2 separate regions of the Triticum aestivum genome follow, and region 1 is linked to region 2. Evidence: chromatin contacts called from public Hi-C data. All regions are on one chromosome and are shown on one strand. The core of a region is the stretch at or near the end of the contact, and the rest is flanking DNA. Distances in the headings are between cores, read along the strand shown.

What was found. A called contact is a pair of places that touch in the nucleus more often than the background predicts.
Region 1: a contact with region 2 is called in a Hi-C map of leaf, with 2.6 times the contacts expected there. The contact joins the promoter of LOC123113619 here to the promoter of LOC123113617 in region 2. A contact is called at or near these places in 2 of 5 Hi-C or Micro-C datasets (both in leaf) and 1 of 1 datasets of contacts at active chromatin or transcription factors (leaf).

What each region holds. Positions count from the first base shown.
Region 1 is chr5B:610,121,530-610,128,663 of IWGSC CS RefSeq v2.1, forward strand. It overlaps LOC123113619 (glucan endo-1,3-beta-glucosidase 8), which reads left to right and starts at 2,617. Exons shown (of 2, transcript XM_044534919.1): 1 at 2,617-3,673; 2 at 3,791-5,130. The coding sequence starts at 3,333. The coding sequence ends at 4,925. LOC123113620 (zinc finger A20 and AN1 domain-containing stress-associated protein 6) reads right to left here. Exons shown (of 2, transcript XM_044534920.1): 2 at 5,797-6,665. The coding sequence starts at 6,663. The coding sequence ends at 6,178. It overlaps TRNAG-GCC (transfer RNA glycine (anticodon GCC)), which reads left to right and starts at 1,179; the gene lies at 1,179-1,249.
Region 2 is chr5B:609,843,444-609,850,603 of IWGSC CS RefSeq v2.1, forward strand. LOC123113617 (BTB/POZ and MATH domain-containing protein 5) reads left to right here and starts at 2,103. Exons shown (of 4, transcript XM_044534917.1): 1 at 2,103-2,757; 2 at 3,638-4,013; 3 at 4,107-4,380; 4 at 4,893-5,265. The coding sequence starts at 2,279. The coding sequence ends at 4,918. LOC123113616 (probable zinc metalloprotease EGY1, chloroplastic) reads left to right here. Exons shown (of 9, transcript XM_044534915.1): 8 at 614-682; 9 at 1,160-1,650. The coding sequence ends at 1,318. It overlaps LOC123113618 (replication factor C subunit 5), which reads right to left. Exons shown (of 11, transcript XM_044534918.1): 11 at 6,331-6,612. The coding sequence ends at 6,554.

The DNA of each region.
Region 1 (7,134 bases), core at 1,367-3,866, 280 kb after region 2:
AAAAGCCTATTCTTTGTCATGATTTTTTGTCATATAAGTAGGAGCCCATCATATCTATGATGATACCGGGTTTTGTCACAGTTATAGTCATAGAAGTGTCATAAGTATGACAGAATTTTTTTTTGTTCGGTCCAAAATGTCACGGATGTGTCTTTTTTTTGTAGTGTCAATGTCAATTTCGAAGATACCACTTGTTGGACTCACACTCCTAATGTAGAGTACTACAAAAAGTGCTTAAAAACTTTTGTGTATAGGAAATTCAAGATAGCGCTTTGGGAAGACAAGTTATTATTTCAGATCAAGAAATTGCTATCCTAAAACGGGTTTGAAAAAACAAAAGCATGCCATCTAGGTTCAAAACTTTTGTGTGGAGGGTTATTAGGAGAGCTGTTACAACTGGACCAAGGGCTTCTAGGTATCCTTATCATATATAAAAAAAAGGTTGTAGATATGGTCAAATAGAATCATATTTGCACCTTTTCTTTCAGTGCAATATCTCTAGATCAATTTGGTTTAAAATTGGCCACAAAACTGATATGATGAACTTCAATCTATATCCCGCCGATATCATTCAAATGATCCTATCTTTTCAATAATCGAAGTTTAAGCTAGATTATGTTTTCACTATATGGAACATATGGAAAGCAAGAAATGACCTCCTTTTCAATAAAATAGAATGAAGTCCTATGCAGGTTATGCATGCTATGAAGGCAAATGTTTAATGCATGTTTAATGGAAGAGAAGGAGGAAAATGAGACATCCAATGAAAATAACAATGCTAATCACTCCCAAGTGCAAATATGCATACTCAACTAGTCACCAAGTACACCATATTCATTCAAGCGGCGGACAACAAATGTGCGATCGGTTTTGCAGGCTGAAGCGATGGCTTTAATTCTCGCTGCCTCGGCTGCCTCGGCAACGAAGGCATCTGCCTCCTTCTATTTTGATTGCAATACTTTGGTTGACGTTGCAAAAGCGAGGAATCTTCTTGCTGCCTTTTGTAGTCATATCTTTTTCCTTGGGGGGAAATATTGTGTGCACACTATATAGACTGTTAACAGATTTCAAGTTAGCCCTAACACATGGAACACTAAATCTAGTCTTTGGGCGTAGATGCTCTTGAGTATTTCTGGCGACATAAATAATTACCAGAAATGGAGAACCCATTCAACAAGGCACCAGTGGTCTAGTGGTAGAATAGTACCCTGCCACGGTACAGACCCGGGTTCGATTCCCGGCTGGTGCAAATTGTTTTTGTGTAATACACATAATTTACCCTTCTCTGAGTCTACTGCAGTGCGTGCACTTGGACAGGGGGAGGCTGGAACCTGAAATTATTCTTTTTTGCTTTTTGCCACCGTCTTGTCTCTGTACAGAAAAGGATCCTATGCGCATCACTTTTTGCCTGATTTGATTCAGGAGAAATTCCCGCTTCATCTCACACTACGACCGTCACAGCATGAGGCCAAGACTACACGAGCATCTCCCCGTTTCGGGTCTCCGAAAGGTCCTCCATCGCGTAGCAAAGAGCAGAAGTGGTCACGGCTGACCAGCTTGGCTAATGGCTACCACTAACTGTCAACAGAAACGGAACAGTTTGCTTGTGTTTGAAGCTGCCAAGCTGGTGTACCTCACTGGGCATCAACTACTCGTCGGTTCGATACCCACCCAGCTAGAAGTACTCCTACTGCTGTTGGTGTACCGTCAGTTAGTTGTTAATTAACCAGCTGGACACGGCAGGACCGCCAGCCAGCCAGCCTTTGCGTGGCTTCCCCGAGCAAATCTCGACCGGAGAGATCGGGCGCCTGGTGCCACGTGCGGGCCTGCGCTAGCTGCATCGCCGCACAGTAGTGGCGCCTGGTCCGGGTTGGTTGGTGAGATATGGCTGTCGACGGGACCGGACGGCCTATCGTCGTCGGCGGGGGAGCGTGACACAGCGTAGCAAGACGACGCGGCGGCGCGTGCCGACATGTGCAACACGCTCTCTCTTGCTCAGACGCGGCTGTTTCTGTCCGCGAGTGCGAGTGCGAGTGCGGGCGCGTGGTCCAGACATTTGAATCGCCAGGCATGCAGGGGCGTTTTGGGGAGCCGCGCCCGGCGCAGGCAACGGACGAATAAACCCAGCCCGGCAGGACGCCGGCCATCTGGGCCGTTCCACGCGACCCCTGTCCCTCCTCGGTTCATACTTGCCTGGAGAAACCAAAACGAAAACGAAAACCAGTGCTACTGCTCCAGAAAAAGCTTAGAAAACTAGCAGTAGATGAGATTTCGTGGAGAGGGAAAAACTTTGGTTCGTCCTGCAGTGCAGTACCAGCAAGACGAGTAGCGTGTGCGCGAAAAAGGGAAAAAAAATCCCGCTTCTTCTTCGCACGCAAAGCCTTTTCTTTTCCAAGAAAAAAAACTTTCTTTCTCCAGCGTCGCTAAAACGGACAGAAGCCGAAGCGCGCCCGCACCGACGTGGGCCCCACCGCTGGTCAACCCGGGCGCGTGCCGCGCGCCACGTCGCCCCCCACCGATCCAGCCGCCGCGCAATGACCCATACGCCCCTCTCCACCACCACCACTCCCCCCACCCCACTGCTCTTCTCTGCTTCCGCTTCGCCATACGCTCGCCGTCCGTCCGTCCATCCACCACTGACCAGTCCACACCCCACCCCACGATCACTCATCCGTTCCGTTCCTCCTCTGCTCACCATCAACCCCTCATAAATTCTTCCTTTCTCGGTTCCTTGTCCCAGACCCAAACACACCAACGAAGCAACGCGTAGCCGGCCGATCTCCGAGTTAAATGCTGCCCCCTTTCTGACCCCTCCTTCCCTCTCAACCTCGGTCCCCGGCCGGCGTCGCCATTGCCTCCACTCTCTCTTTCTTCGCCGGATTCAACTCGACTCAAAAGCCTCGACGCTTTCCATACCCCCCTCTGTTTCGTTTCTTGCCTTTTTCGCTCCGGGAAGGAATTTCCAGCATTCACATGTGAGTCTCGCCCCTGCCCCTATCCCTTTCTCCCCCGTCTGTTGGTGTCACCAGGATCAGGATCAGATAGGAAAGCCCAGTCTCAGAAGAAACCGCGTCTGGTTTCCGTGCGCAATCCGCCATTGCCGTTTCTTGCAGCTCTCGCAGTCCGTCCCCCGATTTATACTCCCGCACTTCCTTCGCCGCCCGGGCCGACATTGTTCCCTGTTCGACTGAATCTCGATTCGATTCGATTCCCGCCTCCGTTCGGATCGGCAAATCTTGAGGCTTCCCCTGTTCCTGGATTCCCAAACCGTCGCATCGAGAGATCTTCTCCCTTCTTTCGTCCGTTCGCCGGAGAGCAGAGAGGCCTGTTCAATGGCGGCGGTGAATCTTGGAGCGTGGCTCTGCGCGCTGCTGGCGGCGGTGGCGGGCGTCCTCCCGGCGGCGGACGCGCTGGGGATGAACTGGGGCACGCAGGCCACGCACCCGCTCTCGCCCAGGATCGTCGTGCAGATGCTCAAGGACAACGGCATCAAGAAGGTCAAGCTCTTCGACGCCGACCAGGGCACCCTCAACGCGCTCGCCGGCTCCGACATCGAGGTCATGGTCGCCATCCCCAACAACCTGCTCGACCTCATGAACGACAAGGACAACGCCAGGGACTGGGTGCGCCACAACGTCTCCCGCTACCACTTCGACGGCGGCGTCAACATCAAGTGAGCCTTTTGAGCCCCTCTTCCTCTTGCATGCTCCAGTTCATGGAAGTCATGCGCCGCCGCCGCTCTAGTTCATGGACTACTTACTGATGATGTGATGTTCTGTTCTGTTCGCAGGTACGTGGCCGTCGGCAATGAGCCCTTTTTGGCCTCCTACAACGGCACCTTCGACAAGGTCACCTTCCCGGCGCTGCAGAACATCCAGAACGCGCTCAACGACGCCGGATTCAGCGAGATCAAGGCCACCGTGCCGCTCAACGCCGACGTCTACAACTCGCCCGCCAACAACCAGGTGCCGTCGGCGGGCCGCTTCCGGACGGACGTCGCCCCGCTCATGACGCAGATGGTGCAGTTCCTGGCCAACAACAGCGCCCCCTTCACCGTCAACATCTACCCCTACCTCAGCCTCTACCTCAGCGAGGACTTCCCCGTCGACTTCGCCTTCTTCGACGGCCTCGCCAAGCCGCTGGTCGACGGCGTCAACACTTACACCAACGTGTTCGACGCCAACTTCGACACGCTGGTGTCGGCGCTCGCCGCCGTCGGCCACGGCGACTTGCCCATCGTCATCGGCGAGGTCGGCTGGCCGACCGACGGCGACAAGCACGCCACCAACGCCCTCGCCAAGCGCTTCTACGACGGCCTGCTGCCGCGGCTGGCGGCCAACACCGGCACGCCGCTCCGGCCCAAACAGTACATGGAGGTCTACCTCTTCGGGCTCCTGGACGAGGACGTCAAGAGCGTGGCGCCGGGCGCGTTCGAGCGGCACTGGGGCGTGCTCCGCTTCGACGGCCAGCCCAAGTTCCCCATGGACCTCACCGGGAACGGGCAGAACACCATGCTGGTGCCGGCCAAGGGCGTGCAGTACCTGCCCAAGACGTGGTGCGTGTACAACCCCAACGCCGAGGACAAGAGCAAGCTGGTGGAGAACGTGAACTACGCCTGCACCTTCGCCGACTGCACGGCGCTCGGCATGGGCTCCAGCTGCTACGGCATGGACGTGAACGGCAACGCCTCCTACGCCTTCAACATGTACTTCCAGGTGCAGAACCAAAAGGACGAGGCGTGCGACTTCCAGGCGCTCGCCGTCCCCACGCAGACCGACCCCTCCACCGCCGCCTGCAGCTTCCCCATACAGATCGCCGCCGCCTCCTCGACGTCGGGTGGCCACCGGCGAGCGCGCGCCGGGCCGCTCGGCGCCGCCGCTCTGCTCGTGCTGCTGGCTCTGGTCCAGCTCTTGATGTCGCATTAGAGAATCAAACAGACTTGTTTTTCATCAGTTGATCATTTGTTGCCTCATAGCATATATTTTTTGGATCAGCAGTAGTTACTAGCAGTAATCCGGTACGAGTCTTTGTACTGGAGGCATATATACCGGAGGATATATGTTCAGATGGCATTTCACATGATGTTCAAACACTTGATGTGCTTGATGACTATGGTGTACAGTTCATTCAGAATCCCAGATCCAATGACCCAGTGATATTTCACAAAACATTAAAAAAAAATCTTGATGTGTTGTACTTGCTGATACAAGAATATATACAGTTGATTCAGAGTCCCAGATCTCGCAGCATGGCCATGGAGTATATACAAAGTGAGCAGGACTTGGTTGGCAATATAGTACTGCAGCACATGAATCCTGGATCCAGAATAACATGGTCTAGATGCACAACTTTTCTTTCAATGCAGGTCGGCAAAAAAGAAGAAAATGAATGCTTCCAATGCAGGCAGGTAGTGTGAGGTGACCCATTAACTAGTTTCTCAATAGGACGCAACCAGCCATGTGGAGGTCCATTATCTGCTGCTATTTTCAGTTTTTAACCACCTACCAAGGCAGAGCCTACAGATGATTATACCACTCCGTTGTTGATCAATACTGTACTTACTATGATAATGGAGATTATATCATTGTACTCATCAACAAGTACCACTATGTAATCTGTCGAAAAATAAACAAATCAGACACTCTGTTTTTCTCTGACAGTGATCTGTGCAGCAAACTACTACTACTGGTGGATCTTTTCTACAACATCCCTCTCCAACTCATAGTATAAAATGCACAAGTATTGCTGATTTGAACACATAACACACCGAAATGTACAATGATTTACACTAACAGGTGACCACGGAAACCTGCCAAGCCTTGAGCATATAACAGTTTAATCAGTTGAACTGCATACTGTTAAAGGATAAATATTTACATTCACATTATTGATATATGTAAATAAACAGAAGTGCACCTGTGCCAATGAATGTTCCTCCCACACAAACACCAACATTATACAGCCCTTGAAGGCGCGGCCAACCCGGAGCAATGGACCATTGACGGCCGTCGGACGGGCATCGGTTGGTGGTGTTTGTCGAAGGCGGGTTCATCGGCAAAGTACATTCCAGGAGGATGGTAGACACACAATTCTCAAGTAAACCTGACGGACCAAGCATCATCATCATCATCATAGAGGAAATAAACGAGCTGGAGGGCTCCTGCAGCAGAACCTCCATCAGAATCTGGTGACCTTGTCAGCCTTGACCACGGGGTTCTGCTGGGCGATCTGCTCCCTGCCGGCCTGCTTGTAGTCGAACTTGCAATCGTGCGCGTCGGCGTAGCGGTGCATCGAGCAGAAGGTGTCTCCGCAGCGGCACTTGAACCCCGTCAGCCCGACCTTCTTCCGGCACGACAGGCAGCGGTTGCTCGGTGGCTTCGGCGCCTCCTCCTCGGCTACTTGTTTTCCTTCTTTGGCTGAGGCAGACGCTTCATCCTTGATCTCGGCCACCAATGGTGTGGGTGACGATGCAACAGCAGCGGCAGTTTTGTTCTCAACTAGAAGGGCCATCTTCTTGGCCTTGACAGTGTCTCGGTAACACTTCGAGCACATGTTTTCGGTCATCCGGTTGCCGAAGAAGCCACAGTTGTTCATGCACATTATCGGAGCCTCGGGCGCGTGGACACCCGTATCCTCTGCCTCTTTCCAACTCTCTTGCGCCATTTCTGCAGAACATCAATTTGCAGCTTCAGTATCCAGAACGGACAATCATTGACGAAGAAACTAGAGCATTATCAATATGACCAATGCACAAAATGATGTAAAGGAAGCTAAATGTCAGGTGGCCATCACAAATACTTGCCCTGCAATTGTCCTGAATATGATGAGCACTCATCCTAACCTACAGAACCAATTAGTAGTCTACTCCCATCATTCGGATTAGAGGTCATAGATAGGCACTGAGTGCCATCAAACAAGCACCACAATTGTGGAAAGAGGGCCCGGCCCCCATACAGTCCCCAAGGCCCATGCACATGATCAAACCTTGATACAGAATTCTTCATTAGTATTTTCCTGATTAGGCTACTCCCCTTTTGAACAGGTATTCTCTAGAAATTTAAGTGCTGCTTTAAAACAAGCATAAATGTGTGACAGACAATCTAAAAATGCACATGATTCCCATATCTTGTATGG
Region 2 (7,160 bases), core at 853-3,352:
GTATGCAGGAACAAAATCCATTTTATTTAGAGATGCCTGTAGCTGTCAGTGATCTGAAAAGTGGAAACGGTGTTAAGCTCTACTTTGTGAATCTTAGAGTGGTTGGGTTTTTTGTGAATCTTAGAGTGGTTGGGTTTTTTGAATGTTTAGAAAAATAAGAATTACAACTTGGTACACTGTTCGACCACTGGCAATTCCCGTGCAAGCGCCTCCTGTCAGTGAAAAATTTTCAGACCTAACATTGATTTTTCATTTACAACTTTACTGACAGACAGATCCATCAAAAGGGCTTCATTTGCACAGTAACAAGTGATACATTCAACATCTCAATACAACTTTTACGCTTTTGTTCGTGAGTTATTGAGATTTCCATAGCTTGTTTTATCAGTATTTCAATCTGCACTAACTTTACAGTAAATAACCTCCATCTCAAAATGTAAGATGTTTTTGTAGTTTAGCCTACAAAAACGTCTTATATTTTGAGATGGAGGTAGTACCTAGAACTTCTGGACGTTTTGGTGCTTAACCTTGTAGCTGTGAAATAACATGATTGATTAGCAGTAAAATCCTGAGGTTCTTTACCAAGTCTGAAGTTCTGCGGTGTGCTCAACAGGGTGCGTTCGGCAAGGATGCTTTATTTGGATTTGGCTTGACGACTTATTCGTTGCTTGGACTTGGAGTGGTACGTCAGTCCATCTTGCTCTTGGACTTTTTTCTTTCTCCGACCAACATCTTGCACCTAGCCTTCCCAGCTTTGGCTTCAGAGTCTCTAATCTATTGATGTACAGCTTGTTTTCTTATACCTCTGAAAAGAAGAACAGAAAAATGCATTTCCGTTCATAGTAAACAACGTGCAATGTTCTATGTGTACTTGTATATCAGAGCACTAACAATCTTAATCATTTTTATACAATCAATACTGAAGAAAAATGCTGGACTCTACCTCATAGGAATATCAGTTTTTCTAGTTCGGAAACTAACGTTCTTCATAAAAAAAAATTCCTTATAGCTTGGGGGTCCGCTGTCTCTTCCTTGGGGCCTATACGTGCTCCTATGCCAGGTAAAAACAGGAAAACGGATGGACGACACACTAGGCATGAGAGGATCCATGTATTTTGTGCACTAACCTATGTCTGTCTACCTTGTGATGTATCCCCAGAGAACACCTGAGAAGCCATGCTTGGACGACGTGAGCGACGTCGGCACCTGGAGGAGGGGCGCCCTGATAGCGTCGGTGTTCCTCGTCGTGCTGATCCTCATCCCCCTGTGGGATGAGCTCGCGGAGGACCTAGGTGTAGGACTTGTCAGCTCGTTCTGAGACACAAAAAGTGTTTTACCGGTAGAAAGCTAGGCCATGATGCAGGTCAATTTTGCGCCCGAATTTAGCAAAGCGATAGCGAAATTGTTGTAAGTTCATTCACCGTCGGGAGGTGAAAAATACGAGTTTTTACTCCTGGGGCGTGTGTATGCAGAGATTTGCACAGTGACGGGGTCAGTCAGCAGCCATTGAATTTCCCCGTACGGCCGGGGCAGAGGCGCTGCCCCGTCCAGGCTGTAGCCATTGTTTGAAATCATTGCCCGGTACTCCGGTCGTACAGTACAGTAATGTGCTGTGAGTTGGCACAGGGAGCGTTGTTTGTTGTTGCGCAATGATTGCTTCTCGTATCGCGTTGCAGCGGCAAATCATGCGACTTTATTTATGATGTACGGTTGGATCTTGGATGAGAAGCGCTGCCTAGAGTGCCTGTTGATATGCTTTTGACTTCCCTTCTGTTTGGTTTTTATCTCTCACATTGACGAGCATGTGTTTGTCTGTTTGGAGACGTCAACTGAATTCATCCGACCAAATCAATATACCGTGAAGAGTTCTACTACTTGAAACCGTTCGATTCGAGCTCAGATCTGGGCGAGGAAAGCGCAATGTTTCGACAAAAGAAGGAAATTTATCGAGACATTTACATTTGAGTTTTTAAAAAATGGTGGTATCAACTGATGCTTCTCCAATCCAACAAAAAATCAGGTGACACAGCATGAGTGCGTCACTCACAGGCCGAAACAGTTGGTTAATTTGTTACCTTCCCGGCGGCTGGCTCCCTCCCTCCGTTCCACCCTCTCTCTCGCTCGCTCCACCCACCACCACCACCGCACCCTCCTCCCTCCTCCCTCCTCCCTCGTTTCCCCCGCGTCCGCGTGCTGTAGCAGCTTAGCGCCAACCCACGAAATCAATCCCCAATCCCTGCCTCCTCCGCCCGCCAACCCTAGCCCCGCGCCCTCCCGCATGGACGACGACGACGCCGGGGGCGGCGGCGACGCGTCCCCGCAGCACGAGGGCGGGGGCGGGGCGGTGGTGATCGAGCGCGGGGCGGGGGCGACGGCGCCCGCGCGGGACGCCGCGGCGGCCTCGCCGACGAGCTCGCGCTCCGTGACGGAGACGGTCAACGGCTCGCACCGGTTCGTCATCCAGGGCTACTCCCTCGCCAAGGGCATGGGCGTGGGCAAGCACATCGCCAGCGAGACCTTCGCCGTGGGGGGGTACCAGTGGGCGATCTACTTCTACCCGGACGGGAAGAACCCCGAGGACAACTCCGCCTACGTCTCCGTCTTCATCGCGCTCGCCTCCGAGGGCACCGACGTCCGCGCCCTCTTCGAGCTCACCCTCCAGGACCAGAGCGGCCGGGGCAAGCACAAGGTGCACTCCCACTTCGACCGCGCCCTCGACGCCGGGCCCTACACCCTCAAGTACCGCGGATCCATGTGGTATGCTCATCCAGACTCCCACCGCAATCTCTTCTCTCGGGGATCACCTCTCATACGAGCTCTTCTGCTTCCATTGCCTTGCGATTTGGGTATCATTTTGAAGCAGCTGCTAGTTGTGGTCAGTAGCTACGCCTAACATATTAGTAGGTTTATTGGCATGGTTCTGGCCTTATTGTGTAGGTAACCAGGTGGTGAATCTGACACTGCGCCAATAACTAATCGACGAATTGGCTATGGTTAGAAGTTATTTTCGTTCTGCTGTGGGCCTGTTTCTTGTTGGGAGTGCAACGATTAGGATTTGGTGTACGAATTAGTGTTAACTACTTGTCCAACCCATTGGACTGCAACCCCAAATCAACCATGTTTAATTATCTAGTACCACCCTAAATTCCTTGTCAAACACATTATCTGGGAGGGCTGTTTTGTTTGGGTATCGTCTTGTCATGATATTCTCATTCTCAACACATCCTTCAGCGGAGGTATTTAACTGATTAATATATTTGCTTTACATACTTCATTAGTCTCTGTTTGAACATTTCATACAATTATTTTAATTGATCACCATACTTGTAGATCTGCAGTGTCATTTTAGGTGTTAGATCCAATGAATGAGATAAATCAGAAAATTTCTATTAACTTTAGGTTAAGCTGGGAGCGGCTAGAGAACTTGAAAGTATATATATAGATATGGCCTACTTTGGTACAAAAGAGTGTGAGATCCGCAACTTTTTGCACACTTGTTAAATTGATTATAATAGTTTGTGTGAACTCGGCTTGTCATGTTATTGATTTAATTTTTTTAAATGTGAAGGGTTGTAAGCAGTAAAAATGTAAATGTTTTTTTCTGATATTAGTTTTTCATCTTGATTTCTGTTTTCAGGGGTTATAAAAGGTTTTTTCGACGCACTGCCCTTGAGACATCGGATTTTCTTAAAGACGATTGCTTGAAGATAAATTGCACTGTGGGTGTTGTAACATCAACCATGGAGTACTCTAGACCGCATTCTCTAGAGGTTCCGGATTCTGACATAGGCTACCATTTTGGGACGCTTTTGGAATCTCAAGAGGGTGCAGATGTTATTTTTAGTGTAGCAGGAGAGAGGTTTCATGCTCATAAGTTAGTGTTGGCTGCGCGATCTTCTTTTTTTAGATCTGAATTTCTTGATCCTGAATCAGATGAAGAAAACAGTGAAGTCGACACCAGTAACGAAATCAAAGAGATTGTCATCGACGACATGGAGCCAAAAGTCTTTCAGGTATGTTTCTTCTATGCTGATCTTATTCTTTGGATTTCACAGTTTAACAAACTTGATTGATATCTTATCATATGTAAATACTCTATGTTGTAGGCTGTGCTTCACTTCATGTACAGGGACAATCTTGTCGGTGATGACGAATTGTCTGCATCAAGCTCAGATTGTCCCATCTTTGATACTTTAGCTGGGAAATTGTTGGCTGTAGCAGACAAATATGAGTTGCCAAGGCTAAGAGTGTTATGTGAATCTTACTTGTGCAAACAGATTTCTGTAAAATCTGTGGCAACTACTCTAGCGCTGGCTGATCGGCATCATGCTACAGAGCTCAAGTCCGTCTGCCTAAAATTTGCTGCTGAGAACCTTTCAGGTAACAAGACTTAACAAGGGCTGCAATTTGATGTGCTCGTCCTATGTAGTTATCGGATAATTGGGTTTATATTCATGTCTGCTTGAGAATTATGTCCAAAAGGTGGTGTATGAAACAGCATGCTGCCATTTGTTTCCACAAGTATCAACCCCTATGCATACACATCGAAAGGAACAGTGGCCCATATGATGCCTTTGTTTGCTTCAATTGTTAGAAAGAAGACGTACCACTTGGTAATACAGAAATATATTCTTCGTGCTGAGGGCAGTGTTAGTCTGATAACTATGCAAGTTTTGATCTCCCGTTATGCCAGCCCGACTGTACAGTAGTTGGCTCAAACCATTTCAATTTTCATTTGTTTCATGCTCTTGATTTGTCGATGCTATCAACTGATACGTCCTATAATTTCAGTATTCTGATGTTTTTATGGTACTTACTACCTTTGTATCTGCTTCTACTGTTTGTTTCATGGTGGTGCCCAAACAAGCGTCCTGAACTGTATAACATTCCAGATGCCCTTATGTATCTGCAGCTGTAATCCGGACCGACGGATTCGATTACCTCAAAGACAACTGCCCGGCGCTGCAGTCGGAGATCCTCCGGACGGTAGCCGGGTGCGAGGAGGAATGCAGCAGCGGCGGCAAGAGCCAGAGCGTGTGGGGCCAGATCTCGGACGGCGGCGACACCAGCGGGCGCAGGGTGAGGCCCAGGGTCTAACGCCGCCACCGCCAGCAAGCACTGACCTGTATGTGTTAGCGACCTGCCGCTGCTGTATAAATTCGTAACAGCCATTTGATGTTGTGACAGATCTTCTTGTAATAATAATAGCATCCGCTCTGTTGTAGTACCTTCTTTGTTCATAACCGTTTTGTGTTGGATAATTTACCTTCCTTTTTTAAAAGAGAACTTTGCTTCGCTTAACAGTTAATAAGCTTGCCTTTATCAAGCGGAGCCACTACGTCAGTTGATGAGGTGAACAACTGAGACTGGCCACGTTAGCTCAGTCTCAAAGAATACATTTGGATTGTATGATGTTCATAGTATTCTTCTAAAGATTCTACAGTATTTCTTAGGAATTTTTCTAATAAACACCCTCTGTGTCAGATGGATGGTGTTGCCAAAATTCCTTTGGACGGATGGAGTACTTTTCTGTGTTAGAATTCCATAGTGATTTCAGAATAAGTAGAACTAGTTAAGTGTGAGAAAGCAAAAGATAACAGTGTAAGAATCAAATTTTCAAACGTAAAGGCTTGTCATTATCCTCCCTTACTTTTTTATACAGATCTGACACATTTGTGCACGCCAACATGAACTAAAACTCATACTAGCACAACTCTTTTGTGAATATTTTGAATTGTACATGTGTACAGACAGGCCATCGTATTTGCATTTACAAATGCATTAAGTATTAAATGGAATACATTGATATTGATATTGTTCAAAAGCGCTTGGCTGTTTAAGTATTTAATCATTGTTACGATTTACTCCCTCCTTTCTAATTAGGTGTAGCATTAATTGAGACTTGGTTAAGTCCCAGTAAACCGAAATTTAACAATCCCGTTTCTAATTTATGCTCCCTCCGTTCCTAAATATTTATCTTTCTAGAGTTTTCAACAAGTGACTATATACGGAGCAAAATGAGTGAATCTTCACTCTAAGATATGTCTATATACATCCGTATGTGATAGTCCATTTGAATACTCTAAAAAGACAAATATTTAGGAACGGAGGGAGTAGATCCTGCATGTATCTCTGGCACATATCAGAACACTTGTACCATTAGGAAATTCAAATTTCAAATTGTATAATATTTAGGATATGCTCCTATAACTTAAAATATGTAGGTGTAAACCTTATATAACCAGAAAGGAGGTAGCGATATCGTTTAGCACCCTGTTGGCATTTATAGGATGAGATGCTGAAATTCGATTGACGTCCAAGCACAAGGCAGAACAAAATCAAGACAATCATAGATGGGCGACTCCACCTTTCAATAGCAAATGATTCAAAGCAAATAAGTACTTGCTCACATGAATTCAGTACAAACTACACTGACTGAGTAACATACAAGATGTCAGCGCCCACACATCAGACCAAAGCGATTGCGACGACAGAGACTGCGAACTGGGAGCATCTTCTTGCAGCGGCAAACATCCGTATGCTCTGGTTTTGCTCAACCAAATGCGGCGCAAAGGAACTCCTTGTAAATGCTCATGAACTTGGCCACGAAAGCTGCAGAAACAGTAGCAAAAAATGGGCGCAGACGAGTCAGGGATCAGCTTTTGAGTACCGACTAGGCAAGTGCCGCTACAATCGTAGCCACCCAAAATATTGTAATACAATGTACACAGATCTTGAGGTATATATAAGCCAGAGCTCTGATCCAAAGGATTTCCTTAAGAACCTTGGAGGATTGTAAGGAGTTTTTCATATGTTGTTGGTTCAATTTGTAGGATTGTATTCCACCTGAAGCTCCATTTTGAGGAAAGTTTCTATTAACTTGTCTCTCTTTGAAAAAAGACCTATGTTTTTAATAGTGCAGTCAAATCTACGGTTTTTATTTGTTACATGATGCCATCAAATCGTAATATGAGAAGACATGACACTCTAATCCTATGAGGCCCTATATGAGAAAGGCAATAAGGCATAGCTAGGTCCATTAATGCCGATAATGATAACCAGAGAAGTCAAATTATCGGTACAATACAAATACACACACACTAGACCAACAAGAAACCTGACAACATTATGCACAACACACCAGTTTGTAAAAGGTGCAT